Linked DNA regions of Mus musculus: region 2 is linked to region 1. Evidence: chromatin contacts called from public promoter capture Hi-C data. All regions are on one chromosome and are shown on one strand. Each heading gives the region's core, a stretch centred on a gene start, on an enhancer-like site or on the middle of the called end of the contact. The rest is flanking DNA. Distances are from core to core; before and after follow the strand shown.

What was found. Promoter capture Hi-C pulls out the DNA fragments that hold promoters and counts their contacts.
Region 2: a promoter capture Hi-C map of the HPC-7 cell line shows a contact between it and region 1. The contact joins two enhancer-like sites. A contact is called at or near these places in 4 of 39 promoter capture datasets (the HPC-7 cell line, cranial neural crest, maxillary cranial neural crest and 1 more), 1 of 484 Hi-C or Micro-C datasets (bone marrow-derived macrophages), 1 of 115 datasets of contacts at active chromatin or transcription factors (acute myeloid leukemia) and 3 of 9 other capture datasets (embryonic stem cells, liver and pancreatic islet).

Annotation. Positions count from the first base shown.
Region 1 is chr2:71,490,892-71,497,453 of GRCm38.p6, forward strand. All of the region lies in intron 1 of Metap1d (methionyl aminopeptidase type 1D (mitochondrial)), which reads left to right. Among named protein-coding and RNA genes, the nearest start is that of Dlx1, 35 kb to the right of the region's middle. Within about 2 kb of position 2,785, at least 16 of the 459 cell types and tissues checked have an H3K27ac peak or open chromatin away from gene starts, as enhancers often do. A contact at or near this core is called in the HPC-7 cell line, where this site is marked.
Region 2 is chr2:71,813,994-71,820,555 of GRCm38.p6, forward strand. Itga6 (integrin alpha 6) reads left to right here. Exons shown (of 26, transcript NM_008397.4): 2 at 2,637-2,761; 3 at 4,488-4,567; 4 at 6,006-6,261. Among named protein-coding and RNA genes, the nearest start is that of Itga6, 30 kb to the left of the region's middle. Within about 2 kb of position 2,733, at least 39 of the 459 cell types and tissues checked have an H3K27ac peak or open chromatin away from gene starts, as enhancers often do. A contact at or near this core is called in the HPC-7 cell line, where this site is marked.

The DNA of each region.
Region 1 (6,562 bases), core at 1,535-4,034:
TTCATTTGTTTAGGGTTAAAGCACTGTATTAAATATATAAGGCCTTACCCACATGTGTTTGATTAAGAAACTAAGTGGGGTGGAGGGAGGTGGTGGCGGCTGGAGAGATGGCTGAGCAGTTAAGGGTACTGTCCACTCTTCCAGAGGGCCTGAGTTCAATTCCCAGCAACCACATGGTGGCTCACAACCATCTGTAATGGGATCCGATGCCTGGTTCTGGTTTGCAGGTGTACATGTGCACGCATGTGCATAAAATAAATCAAGAGAAAGCAAAAAAGAAGAGGAAAGAAACTAAGCAGGGAGGGACGCTGTGCACTTTCACCCGAGCTCTCGGAAGGCTCTGAGGTCAGCCTGGTTTGCATAGTGAGTTCCAGGGCAGACAGAGCTACATACTAAGACTCTGACTTGGGAAGGGAGGGAGGGAGGGAGGGAGGGAGGGAGGGAGGGAGGGAGGGTGGAAACTTAATAAAGTATTCTCTAAATTTAAAAAAACAAAACAAAACAAAAACTACTTGTTTTAGTTATGGTTACTATTTCTATAGTGAAACCCTATGACCAAAAGCAAGTTGGGGAGGAAAGGAAACTGTAAGTGAAATTATGCAAAGTTAAAAAAAAAATCTACCTTAATATTCATCCTTGGCAAGCTGAAGGGGTTTGCAACTCCCTAGGAGGAGCAACAACATCAACCAACCAGACCCCCCAGGTAACCCCATAGGAAGAGCAACAGTATCAACCAACCAGATCTCCCAGAGCTCCCAGGGACTAAACCACCAACCAAAGAGTGCACATGGAGGGACCCATGGCTCCAGCTGCATATGTAGCAGAGGATGGCCTTGTCAGGCATCAATGGGAGGAGAGGCCCTTGGTCCTGAGAAGGTTCGATGCCCCAGTGTAGGGGAATGCCATGGCAAGGAGGTGAGAGTGGGTGGATGGGTCGGGGAGCACCCTCATAGAAGCAGGGGGAGGGGGAGGGGATAGGGAGTTTCTGGAGGGGAAACCGTGAAAGGGGAAAACATTTGAAATATAAATAAAGAAAATATCCAATGAAAGAAAAGAAAACAAAATATTCATCCTTGCCTAGAGTGTAGTGGGATCTATCTATCTAAGGAAACACTGTGAGGTCCCTGAAAGAATTTTTTGTTAGACAGTTGTTTTCTATATACTAGAGAAAGAGATGCACTTCTTTCTCCCCTCCCCTCCCCTTCCTTTCCCTTCCCTTCCTTCCTTCTTTCCTTGTTTTTGTTTTTGTTTTTGTTTTTGTTTTTGTTTTTGTTTTTGTTTTGGGCTTGTCAAGACTTGGTTTCTCTGTGTAGCCTTGGCTCTCCTGGAACTCTGCAGACCAGGATACACTGGTTTGAACTCAGCGATACACTTGCCTATGCCACACAATTACTGGGATTAAAGAGATACACTACTTTCAAAATAGATGCTTAATAAAATCATAAGCACATAAAATGTAAAATATGATAGGAAGAAGATGGCTAACTCAAACCCAGCTTGGACTACCTAGAAAAGAGAAACAGGGCCTGGAGAGAGGATGGCTCAGTGGTTAAGAGCACCAGCTGCTCTTCCAGGGGCCCTGGGTTCAATTCCCAGCAACCGCATGGCACTTCACACCTGTCTGTAACTCCAGTTCCAAGGGATCCATAACATAATACAGACTCAACAACTGTGCACAGAGGAGGGGAAAAAACTAAAAATAAATAAAGAAAAAGAAAGCAAAGAAAAACACAAAGAATGAAATAGTGTGTAGAAAGTGTTTTCTTTGAGTTGTCACAGTCCCTACCAGAGGGCTCTGTGGAGAGAAATGACTGGGAACACTTCCATTCCTCCTGTGGAACAAGTTAGGGGAATGATTATCTTCGAGGGTAGTGCTCTGACCCGGTCACTAGCTTTGTAGGCCAAACCCATCCTACATCAGCCAGTACCAAGGTCAGCATGAGGTGGAAGGAAAAGAGACTAGGGTTGCTATGTGAAACTTCATAATCAGACTTTCTTTGCCCCTCCTCGGGTAGTTGTTTTGACTCAGGGCTAGGTCAGATGATCCTAGGACACCTGCATTTCGTCTCCTCCTGTCTCTTCTCCACTTCCCAGGACCCCTAAACAGATGCAGGTGGGGTTATATTGTCCACGGTGAGGACTCTGAGCCTGTGTGTCTCTGTCTGGTTCCCTCTATACACTCCAGGGCCCTCACCCTACCCCCCCGGGGACTCAGTCTCACTTGGAACCCTGTTCCTCAAAATGTACTTGTTCTTCTTGAATGGAAAAGGTCTTTGCTTGACATAGATTTTCATCAAATGCCTTTTTTTTTTAAAATTACAATACAGTGTCTCAGCAATCTGTCTCTGTGGGTGTTCACTCGAATTCTGGAAATAGAGCTAGGGTTTCTGAATAAATAATGAAACATGTGTTCAGAGTCTGTACCTCTTCCTTCTCTTTAACCACATCCTAGATATGGCCAATAGCCAGCGTCACTTGTGTGAATAGATTCTCTAGTTTTAGTTTCCCCCCTCTGCCTTCTGGCTGTCTGGATGATTAATGTGTCAAGGATAATACTGTTGACCCATTTCAGTCATGTCAAACAACACCCATTGCTCATCTATATAACGGGCGTACACACTGAGCCTTGCATCCTCAGCGAGGGAGCTGGTGAGCTACGACGTAGTGCTTTAGACATTACATCATGAAGATGTAAGACAATGGGAGTGGCTATCGCATCAAACGCTGTTATCCAAATGGTAATCGATAGTGAACAGCACGCACTGACCCAGCCAAAACCGTTCCTCTCTAGCTCTCCCAAGAGCAGGTGGGGTGGTGATGGCATACAGCAGTGTGTCAAAGTGTGCTTTAATATCACTCGACTATTATGGGATTTGTTACAAATAGTTGCTAATCAGTGATTATGGAAATAACACTTCTGAATTTTTTTGGGAAAAACTGGCTGACATTTTTTATCATAGTTTTATTAAACTGGTGTTTGAATAATTTTCAAGACAACTAATTTACTGTGGAAACTATTTTGATGAATGATCTGATAACAAAGATCAGCTTTGACAGCCCTTGAAACATTTACAGTGTGTAAGGGCATCCTTTGCATGGCGTTTTAAGTAAATGCAGAATTTGAAGGCACCAAATTTAGGCTAACAGGTTTCCATGGTTACACTTTTCCAAGTTATTTTGTGTGTTGTGTAAATAGGTCTGTGAGTCACTGATAATTATTTGTTGTTTTGTTTGTTCCATTGGTAATTCTGTGTTTAGCTGAATTTAATATAGTTCACAGCGCGTGCTTTGGTTTATGTATATTTTAGTGTTCATGATTGACAGTGATTGAGCATTTCTTATGGAGTGCTTGCCTTTTTTGTCATAAATGATGTATGTTGCTAGTCCTTGAAATGTAAACAAGTTCTTCCTGTATCACTGTTTAATAAACAGGAATTTTTGTGCAAAGACTTCTTGGTACATTTTAAACAATAGGCTTTGGAGAGATCTAGGTGTTTTTGTCAAGCAGATCGTACACCAAAACAAATATATTTGAGTTCTACAAATGAGGTTACCAAGGACAATGTAAGTGCTTAGGGTTAAGCACTACATTGACTGGATACAGCTTAGTAATGGGCTAAAAGCAGCAGCGTTCTAGACTGGGGTGTGCGCATGGTGGAGCGATAACCTGCAGTGCAAAAGCTCTAGGCTCAATCCTCAGCATAAGAAAGAAAAAAATTAATTAAATAAAATTGGAAATAGCATCTGATGTAAGTGTTAAGAGCGTGATGGTGAGCTTCCCAGGGGAATATTCTCTGCAGACAGGAGCTTTCCCTGGCAGGAAATCTCTCCGCCCACTCCGTGCACAACGTAAGAGTGTTTCTATACACCATGTTTAGAAGGTACTGAGGCTTGAAAAGAGGAGGGTCTTTTCCACCTACACTCGGAAGAAAAGACCTTCCACAGACCCTGCTGTGGACCACCAAATCAGCAAGGATTAACCCGAAAAACGCCAGCACTAAGCTGCATGAGTCTTCCTCGCGAGTTCAAGTCTTCATGCTGCCTAAGGTCTTGGTACATCTGTAGTCAGCTTTGGTGGTCAAGGTGGCCCCACTGTGATGCTGGGAGGGGCAGGGTGCTGTAGGTTCTTGCTGTAAGCAGCAGCTCTGGGGCCCCACCTAGGATCTCAGAACCCTTTGTAAATCACTTGCTCATCCCAAAGCATATTTTTTTCAAACTGAGGGTTTATCCTTTGCTCCTTTCTGTCTGTCATCGCACAGTTACCATAGCAACCTGCTGAGGAAGCTCCATTCCGATCAAAGGAGGAAAGGAATTTAGCCTGTCCAAGTAAACTGATGAGTGCTCAAGGGAAGGGAGTCAGTTCCGACAAGAATCCAAGAGCTGTGCTCACTTCAGCAGCAAACAGTAAAATCGGAATGAGCAGAGGTTAGTATGACCTTTGTACAAGGGTGACACAGAAAATTGTGAGGTGCTCCATTAAAAAGTGAAAGAGGCCTGCAGAGACGGCTCAGCAGTTAAGAGCACTGACTGCTCTTCCAGAGGTCCTGAGTTCAATTCCCAGCAACCACATGGTGGCTCACAACCATCTGTAATAAGATCCAACAGCTACAGTGTACTCAAATACATAAAATAAATTAATCTTAAAAAAAAGCACTCATATAAAATTAAAAAGACACTTTTTTGTTTGGTTGGTTTTTTGTTTTTTTTTGTTTTTTCGAGGCAGAGTTTCTCTGTGCAGTCCTGGCTGTCCTGGAACTCAGGTTGGCCTAGAACTCAGAAATCCTCCTGCCTCTGCCTCTCAAGTGCTGGGATTAAAGGTGTGTGCCACCACTGCCTGGCTAGAAAGACACTTCTTTTAGAAGACCACCCCAAAACACATTTATAGTAAACCATACCACATTAATTTTTACACTGTTTTCCTCTTTTGAGCCACAAATTGGCTGTTATGTTGGGAGTTGGTTTTCCTTTTGACATTCTGGTGGAATTAAACCTCAAAAAGTGTTCAATACATATAATATTAGACAGTAAATATTTTTCAGATATTTTATACATCAGATATTTCAGGTCTGTGGGAATATTATTAAATATTAATCTAAAAAAACACGATGAATTTATCATTCCACTAAATGTGAGCAATATTCCCAACATTTCCAGCAGAAGTTCTCAAGTGCTATTTCCAGATGTGAGAAGTACCCAGCCACATATAAATAAGGAGTATACATTTTATTGGTTTTAGTTTTTAGCTTTTAAAACAGAATCGACATTGTTTTAAAACATCTTTTAAAAGAAAAAGAGGAAGAAGAAAGAAGAAAAGAAGAGGAAGAAGAGGAGGAGGAGGAAGAGGAAGAAGCGGCGGCAGCAGTAGCTACACTTAGGTTGGAAGCAGACTACAGTTAATTTTTTATATTGGTGCATAAAACTGTCAAATGTGTCTTTATTCATATGGTCAACTGAGTCTACCCAGTTGAATGGAAGATAAAAATTACTTGTGGCAATGTAGCTATACCAAATTCAAAGCCATCTTGAGAAAAATTGCATATTGTTCCTTGCACTGAAAAAGGCTTTTATATAATTTCTCTTTGTTTTTGTTTGTTTGTTTGTTTGTTTGTTGAAGTTAGCTCCTTGATGCGTGATCTTGGCTTCTGTTGTCTTGAGTCTGTTTAGTCTCGGCCATGGAAGCCTGGATAGGGCTCCCTCAGGCTTTTGCTTTTCCATTTTGGGCTGTGGCTATTGACACCCTTTCCCACCACGCCTCCCGCCGTGGATTACAGCAGAGACGATTCCTAAGACTGTCAAAGATTCCCATCCCAATGTTTTCTTTCATTTGGTGTTGTATAGTGAAGATGCATTAAGCATGAATTCAGATGGGGACTTCGGGAGATTTTTGTGTGTGCTGATATTGCTATAGGTCCAAGTTGTTTCAGAACAATCACTTGCTTGTAAAATAGTAACTTTACATAGTATATCAAGAAGGAAGGAAGGAAGGAAGGAAGGAAGGAAGGAAGGAAGGAAGGAAGGAACCCAAAGGTAGAATGCAGTTGACATTGTTATAAAATGAAAAACTAAAATTATGTTCTTATCAAATGCTTTAATACAATTTAAAAATATTCTTATCAAAGCTGTACCTTTGCTGGAAGTCCCCACATCTTCTGTTATTAGGTATTTTAACCCAAAATGACTAACACTTTAAGTAGTATTTTACATGACAGCTGTATTTATGAATAGTCTTTAAAAATTTTTTAAAAAAAATTAAAGGACTTTCTTACTATCTCATTTTTTTTAAACTCATGATGTTTTTGTATGGCCATTCTCTAAAATTGAATTCCATGTGTGATTTCTGTGAAATTGCCCTTTCTGGTTTCTATTTGTGTGCTTTAGTATAAAATTGTCCTATCACCCTCCTCTTGAGCCGAGGTGTGTGAGGTAACGGGAATGTTCCTCTGGACTACAGAGAGCTGAAAGCTGCCAGATGTTCTGGCTGGCTCGGAAGTGTGTGCTCCCTGGGTCCCAGGCCTGTGTGCAATGCTCCTACGCTACTCTGACAGCACATTTGCTTTGGTTC
Region 2 (6,562 bases), core at 1,483-3,982, 320 kb after region 1:
GCTGTCATTTCCTGGTAGCACTCTCTCTACAAAGCACTTGCCCTCTCCCTCCCAGTCCTTTTCTGAGCTAGCTACTTCTGGATCAGGTGGAGCCACACTGGAGTTTTAGGAGATGGAAGCTACCTGGGAGGCCGTCCCTTATGCATCCTGGGGCAGTACTTGTTGAAGCAGTAATTGGCTGTAGGAGGAGCTTGGTAAACAGGAAGTAGCCTGCCACCCTTAGCAGCCTCCTTGGGTGTGTGTAAGAGGAAGTGGTTAGAGGAGGGAAAGCTGTCTAGGCTGTCGGAGCTGCCCTTTGAGTCTCCTCTTGGCAGTTGGTTACCTTTACCCACCATTGGGCCTGGGTTCTTTTTCCCTTCGCCTGCTGGGAGTCAGACTTAAATCTGTCAGTATGCCAGTGGTTTTTATTTCAGTGTGTCATTGTTATAGGCTGGCTTTTGTGCTAAACGTTTTAGTTGTTCAGTTTTGTTTCTTGGGGAGCATTCATTACGCAGGGACAGGGACACTGTTTCTAGGTAATCTTTGTCCTGCCTGGCACCTGGCTGTGAGGTCCAGAGGCCTCATAATTAATCTCTGTCAAGGCCTCGATTTCCTATCAAATGGGAGGGTGCAGGCTCCTTAGCTTCTGTTTACTCATGGTTCAGCTCATTGTTTGTTTCTCTAGCCACCCCAGCACAGGGTCCATCCCACATCTGCCAAGCATCAAAACCCATTCTCTGCACATTCTAGGCCACCTCGTCTCTCAGGTATTGTGAGCTCCTGCAGGGACAGTGTTACTTGGATACCTGGTGGGCCTATGCAGACCCCTGCACCCTGGCTTCTCTATACCCCCTATTGATTGATAAATTTGGGGACCCGGGGGGCAATTGCTTCCCTAAGTCTCCACTTCAGTTCCGTTGCTTTGGTGTGTGCGGGTTCATCATTTCCAATGTAGACTTGGAACTAGAAGTGGGCAGTGCGAACTGCCTCAGGTGAGGAGATGGGTTATCTGTCTGGTAGGAAGGGCAGCCACTGTCCCCATGGAAGCCATCGTCATGCTCCTGTTTCTCCTGGGCAGATGTGATCCCCTTCCCCCTGTTGCACCTGCAGCAGCATAGCCGTTAGTGTATTTACTTTTTAACTGGGATCCATCCCAGCAAGGAAGAGGTAGTGGGGATGTTAGCTAGAGTTGGTTTTTGTTGTTCATTTTGCACCTGACCCTGCAGGCTTCCCAGTGCACTTTGCTGATGTTAGCTAGCGTTGGTTTTTGTTGTTCCTTTTGCACCTGACCCTGCAGGCTTCCCAGTGCACTTTGCTCCCTTCAGAGGGTTTATTGTTTGTTCCCAGCTGGCTTTCCATCTCCAGCCCATACCTCAAAGCTCTGGTTTCCACTTCTCTGTGTGGTCCGGTGTGTGTTCTTTCTTTCTGTCTCTTGTATTGTTTGTTTCTTACCCTAGAGGTTGTAAACCACGTGACCAGCCAGCCCCTCTGCTAATGAAGTGAAAGCTCTCCGCTGCCTGCCGATCATGAGTTGGGATTAGGAGCCACTCCTTGGGGAAAGTCTGGGGTGGAGAGAAGAGGAATGTCCCACCCACAGCTGCCACTTCATTTCTCAGCCTTTGTGGGAGACTGGTTGATATGGGGGAGCTTGTATCATGTACCCATGAGACAGAACATCACGTGTTGCACTTTAAATAGATGGAGATTCTCCTTGTCAACTATATCCTCAATAGAGCTGAAGAAAAAGAAAAAGGGAAGAGATTAATTGTGACATGGGCAAGAGTTGGATTCTTAATCTGTAGATACAGTGTTGCAAAGCTAGGTGTAGTCAAAGTGTTCCCTGGAGGATACCTGTCTTAGTCAGGGTTTCTATTCCTGCCCAAAACATTACGACCAAGAAGCAAGTTGGGGAGGAAAGGGTTTATTCGGCTTACACTTCCATACTGCTGTTGATCACCAAGGAAGTCAGGACTGGAACTCAAGCAGGTCAGGAAGCAGGAGCTGATGCAGAGGCCATGGAGGGATGTTCCTTCCTGGCTTGCTTCCCCTGGTTTATTCTGCCTGCTCTCTTATAGAACCCAAGACTACCAGCCCAGAGATGGCACCACCCACAAGGGGCCTTTCCCCCTTGATCACTAATTGAGAAAATGCCTTACAGCTGGATCTTATGGAGGCATTTCCTCAAGGGAAGCTCCTTTCTCTGTGATAACTCCAGCTTGTGTCAAGTTGACACACAAAACCAGCCAGTACAGTACCTGGGGGGGGGGGGGGGGGGGGGGAGGCAGCGTTGGAAACAGATGTGTACCTACTAGATAGAACATGATGGCTGCTTCCCACCTAGAGTTGAGAGAGAAAACTGTTCTGTGAGTCACATGGTCTATGCTTGTTCTATGAAGAGTGTCTTCCGATACCAGCATTGCGCCCAGCTACCTGCCAGTTCTGTAAGGGACAGGCTCACTCTCCTCTGTTTGACACCAGGTGTCATTCCGTCTCAGCTGTGAGACCTGTGCCCCGGAAGCCTCTATCTTTGTTCTCTTCCACTCCTCAGCAGCTGTGGGACTCGTGGGCTGCAGGGCAGAGAATGATGCCCACAGCTCTGGCTAGACTTTAAAATATGCAACATTCAAGTCCCTAAGTTCTTTCTGTTTTGTCACCAGGTTGCTTGTGGGGGCACCTCGGGCAGAAGCACTCCCGCTGCAGAGGGCGAACAGAACAGGGGGCCTGTACAGCTGTGACATCACCTCCCGGGGACCTTGTACACGGATTGAATTTGATAATGACGGTGTGTTCTGCCCTCACTGTTCGTTTGGCCAGCCTGTCTGTGCCATGTGACACTTGCCACCAGATAGGACAGGAAACAAAGCATTTATTCCTGCAGAGAAGGCCTCTCACTTTTAATTTTTTGTCAGTCTTGAGTGTTTTATCTGTCCTGAAAATACTTGTTGCCTCGGTTCATCCCGGTTAAACTAGAATGGTGTGTTTATGTTGCCACCTAGTGGTCTGTTGAGACTGTTGCAAAATTGAGTTCATGGCTGTGAAGAAACACTAGAAGGGGGGAAAAAAGTCACGTATTGTTAAAATGTTGGGGGAGGGGGGCAGAAGCCAGGTGGTGACAGCCTACACCTTTAATCCCAGCACTCAGGAGGCAAAGGCAAGCGGATCTCTGTAAGTGTGAGGCCAGTCTGGTTTACAGAGGAGTTTACACAGAGAAACTTGTCTCAAAAACAAAACAAAAAAACAAACAAAAAACTGGGGGGAAAGACTTATTTTGTTTACTTTTCTTTATTATTTAACTCATGTATTTGTATATGTTTGCCTGTTTTTGTGGTATTAGGGCCTTGTGTATCCTATTCAAGTGCCTTACCACCAATTTGCATCTCTAGCCCTGAAAAACTTTTCTTGAAAATCCTGTAAAATGAGAACGGAACAGCATGAGTAAAATCTCCCTGGAGATTGTGGTACAAGAGTTAGGGTAGAGCCAAAATAAGTTTCAAAATTCTTCAGGAGGCACATTGGTGACTTGGCTGCATATATGTCCATGTGAGGGCGTTGGAACCCCTGGAACAGGAGTTACAGACAGCTGTGAGCTGCTATGTGGGTGCTGGGAATTGAACCCAGCTCCTCTGAAAGAGCAGCCAGTGCTCTTAACAGCTGAGCCATCTCTCCAGCCTCCAAAAGGGTCTTTTAAACTCCCGACTCTTACCCAGCTAAAGCTGCCACCTCTGAAAGACAGGCTTGTTTCCCTTTTATTTTAATATCCCATTTTATAAAGCCTCTGGGTGGCTGGAAGATGCCATAATGGAGTCCATATGTACCACCAGCTAATTTACCTGGTTTCCGGTAGGCTGGGCAGAGCCATTAGTGTTCCCAGAAGCTTGGAGGAAACCAAATTTGATTATTGGCCTAAGTAGACAAGCAGGCTCGTGTTCGCATTGTCGCCTGCATTCTTCAGGAATAGTGTGTTCTTACTGATTAGGAAATGCTCCATAATAATGGCAGAAAACCTATAAATATACAGATACATGTAAAGAAAAAAGGGTAAAATGCCACTAGTCTTAGTATCTAGATAGCACCTTAATATTTTTATTCTCATTAAGGAAGGCAAAAATAGATTTAAATTGATAATGAAATGAACACATGGTGATATTTCTGTGTATTCTCTTTCCCTTCTCCATTTAAGACAATAATTGAGTCTGTTGTATAAAGCATTGAGGAATGAACAGAGAAGTACCCATTTTCTGTTAGTTGAGACACTATGTTTTACATTGCTGCATCAGAGGCATCTACTTCTCCGTTACACAAGTTTCAAACATCCTAGGTATAGAGTTTTTATGAATGATTCAGGTAACCATGTCACAGTCTCCTTGAGATAAGAAACCAATGTTCAGGATTCACTGAGTTTCCTGTGTAGCCAGGCGTGGAGTCTTCTTATGTTACCCTGTGGATCTGTGTAGGCTTCTGGTCACTCCAACACACTAACTGTCAGTGTTACCCATGTTCTTCTGCAGCTGATCCTATGTCAGAAAGCAAGGAAGACCAGTGGATGGGAGTCACTGTTCAGAGCCAAGGTCCAGGGGGCAAAGTGGTGGTAAGTGTGGAAAACCGCACCATCCTCAGTGCTGACTGGCTATGGGCTCACAGCAGTGGCCACCAAGCTCCTGCCTCTGTTTACCTTTGAGCAAGAAGCACCCTGCTCTAACACCAGACCTGATGCCAGGAATGAGCCAAAACTTCAAGTCTCCTCTGTGTGTGTGTGTGTGTGTGTGTGTGTGTGTGAGAGAGAGAGAGAGAGAGAGAGAGAGAGAGAGAGACCTTAAAATATCCAGATTCAAAGACCTTAATAACACATTTTTTTAACATCTCTAATACTAGCTGCTCTTTAGACAAAAACAAAGTGAAAAAGCAAAGCCAAAGGATACCATTTCTGCCCTAGGAACATTTTGGAGTTTTATAGACAAAAGTATTGTAAACCATGGGGATGACTAAGGACAAACACTTCACCTTTACTCTGTTTACCCTTAACCTTCTCAGGCAGAAGGCAGGCAGCTTGATGGGTAGGCTGGTGGGAAGAGCATGACCTTGTCTCTTTCACAGTCTAGTTGCTGTAATAAAGTTTACACAGAAACTCGAGAGCAATGAGAAGCTTATACTTAAGGGGCACAGTATAGGATATCAACTGGGTTCCCTGTAACTAACCCAGACTGGGTTCCATGGAAGTAACCACAAAGACCCTTTAGAAAATGGAGAGTATTCTGTCTTTCTGGGCTGGGTAATTCTTTCTGCCTTTTAATGATGGGGAATAGTTCTCAAGACTTTGAGAGCACAGAATATCAACTGGGATTCACTGCCAGGGGATAGTGCCAGGAGAAAGAGAACACCTCTGCCTTAGCTGTGTTTGCTTTATCTCCTGAGAAAATATGTCCTTGCCCCTGTCCAGGACGCAGTTATTTACAGCCATTAAAAGCCAATTAAATAAAGAAGACGCAGGGAGGTGGTGTTGCCTTTTTTTCTGTGCAGGTGAATTTACAGGTGAATTGCCTGTGGATGTGAACTGGTATGTTAATACTTGGAATGAGGCTTTATTCTCTTAAGAGTAAGGCAGAAGCCCTGGGTCCTCTCTGTCTTGGTCATGACCTCTCGGAGTGGGGGGTGATTGGTATGCTCTGGGATCCCCTCCCTGGATAAGGACATATTTAATCATCTTACTTAGAACCAACCTCTTTATTATTGCTAAGCGTTCCAGTTCTGTCAAGTTTTTTGTTGTTGTTGTTGTTGTTTTGTTTTTAAAGATTCATTTATTTATGTCGTGTTATGTATGTGAGTACACTATAGTTGTCTGCAGACACACCAGAAGAGGGCATTGGGTCCCATTACAGGTGGTTGTGAGCCACCATGTGGTAGCTGGGGATTGAACTCAAGACCTCTGGAAGAACAGTTTAGATGCTCTAAACCACTGCACCATCACTTCAGCCCCCAGTTCTGTCAAGTTTTAAATAACAGGGTTTACCATTTCCACTTGTTGACAGACGTGTGCACATCGATATGAGAAACGGCAGCACGTCAACACGAAGCAGGAGTCGCGGGATATCTTTGGAAGATGTTATGTCCTAAGTCAGAATCTCAGAATTGAAGATGATATGGACGGAGGAGACTGGAGTTTCTGCGATGGCCGGTTGAGAGGCCATGAAAAGTTTGGCTCCTGTCAGCAAGGAGTAGCGGCTACTTTCACTAAGGACTTTCATTACATTGTTTTTGGAGCCCCAGGGACTTACAACTGGAAAGGTATGGCCTCTGTATTTACAGACACCTGGGATATCAGTAAAGTTTCTATAATATGCCCATGGTTTAGTACATTTTAAATGGGCTATAAGGTGTTTACTAAAGCAGGTAGAATATTAAAATAAAATCTCTCCTATGGATTTTAACAGTAAATGTTAAATGTTTTAGGGTCGGGGGTTTTTCTTCATCTGTGGAAGTGGTTAATCTTTTTCTCTAAGAATGTAGTAATTAATAGGGTTTGGGTTTTTTGTTGTTGTTGGTTGTGGTTTTTGTTTGTTTTTGTTGTTGTTTTCTGTTTGTTACT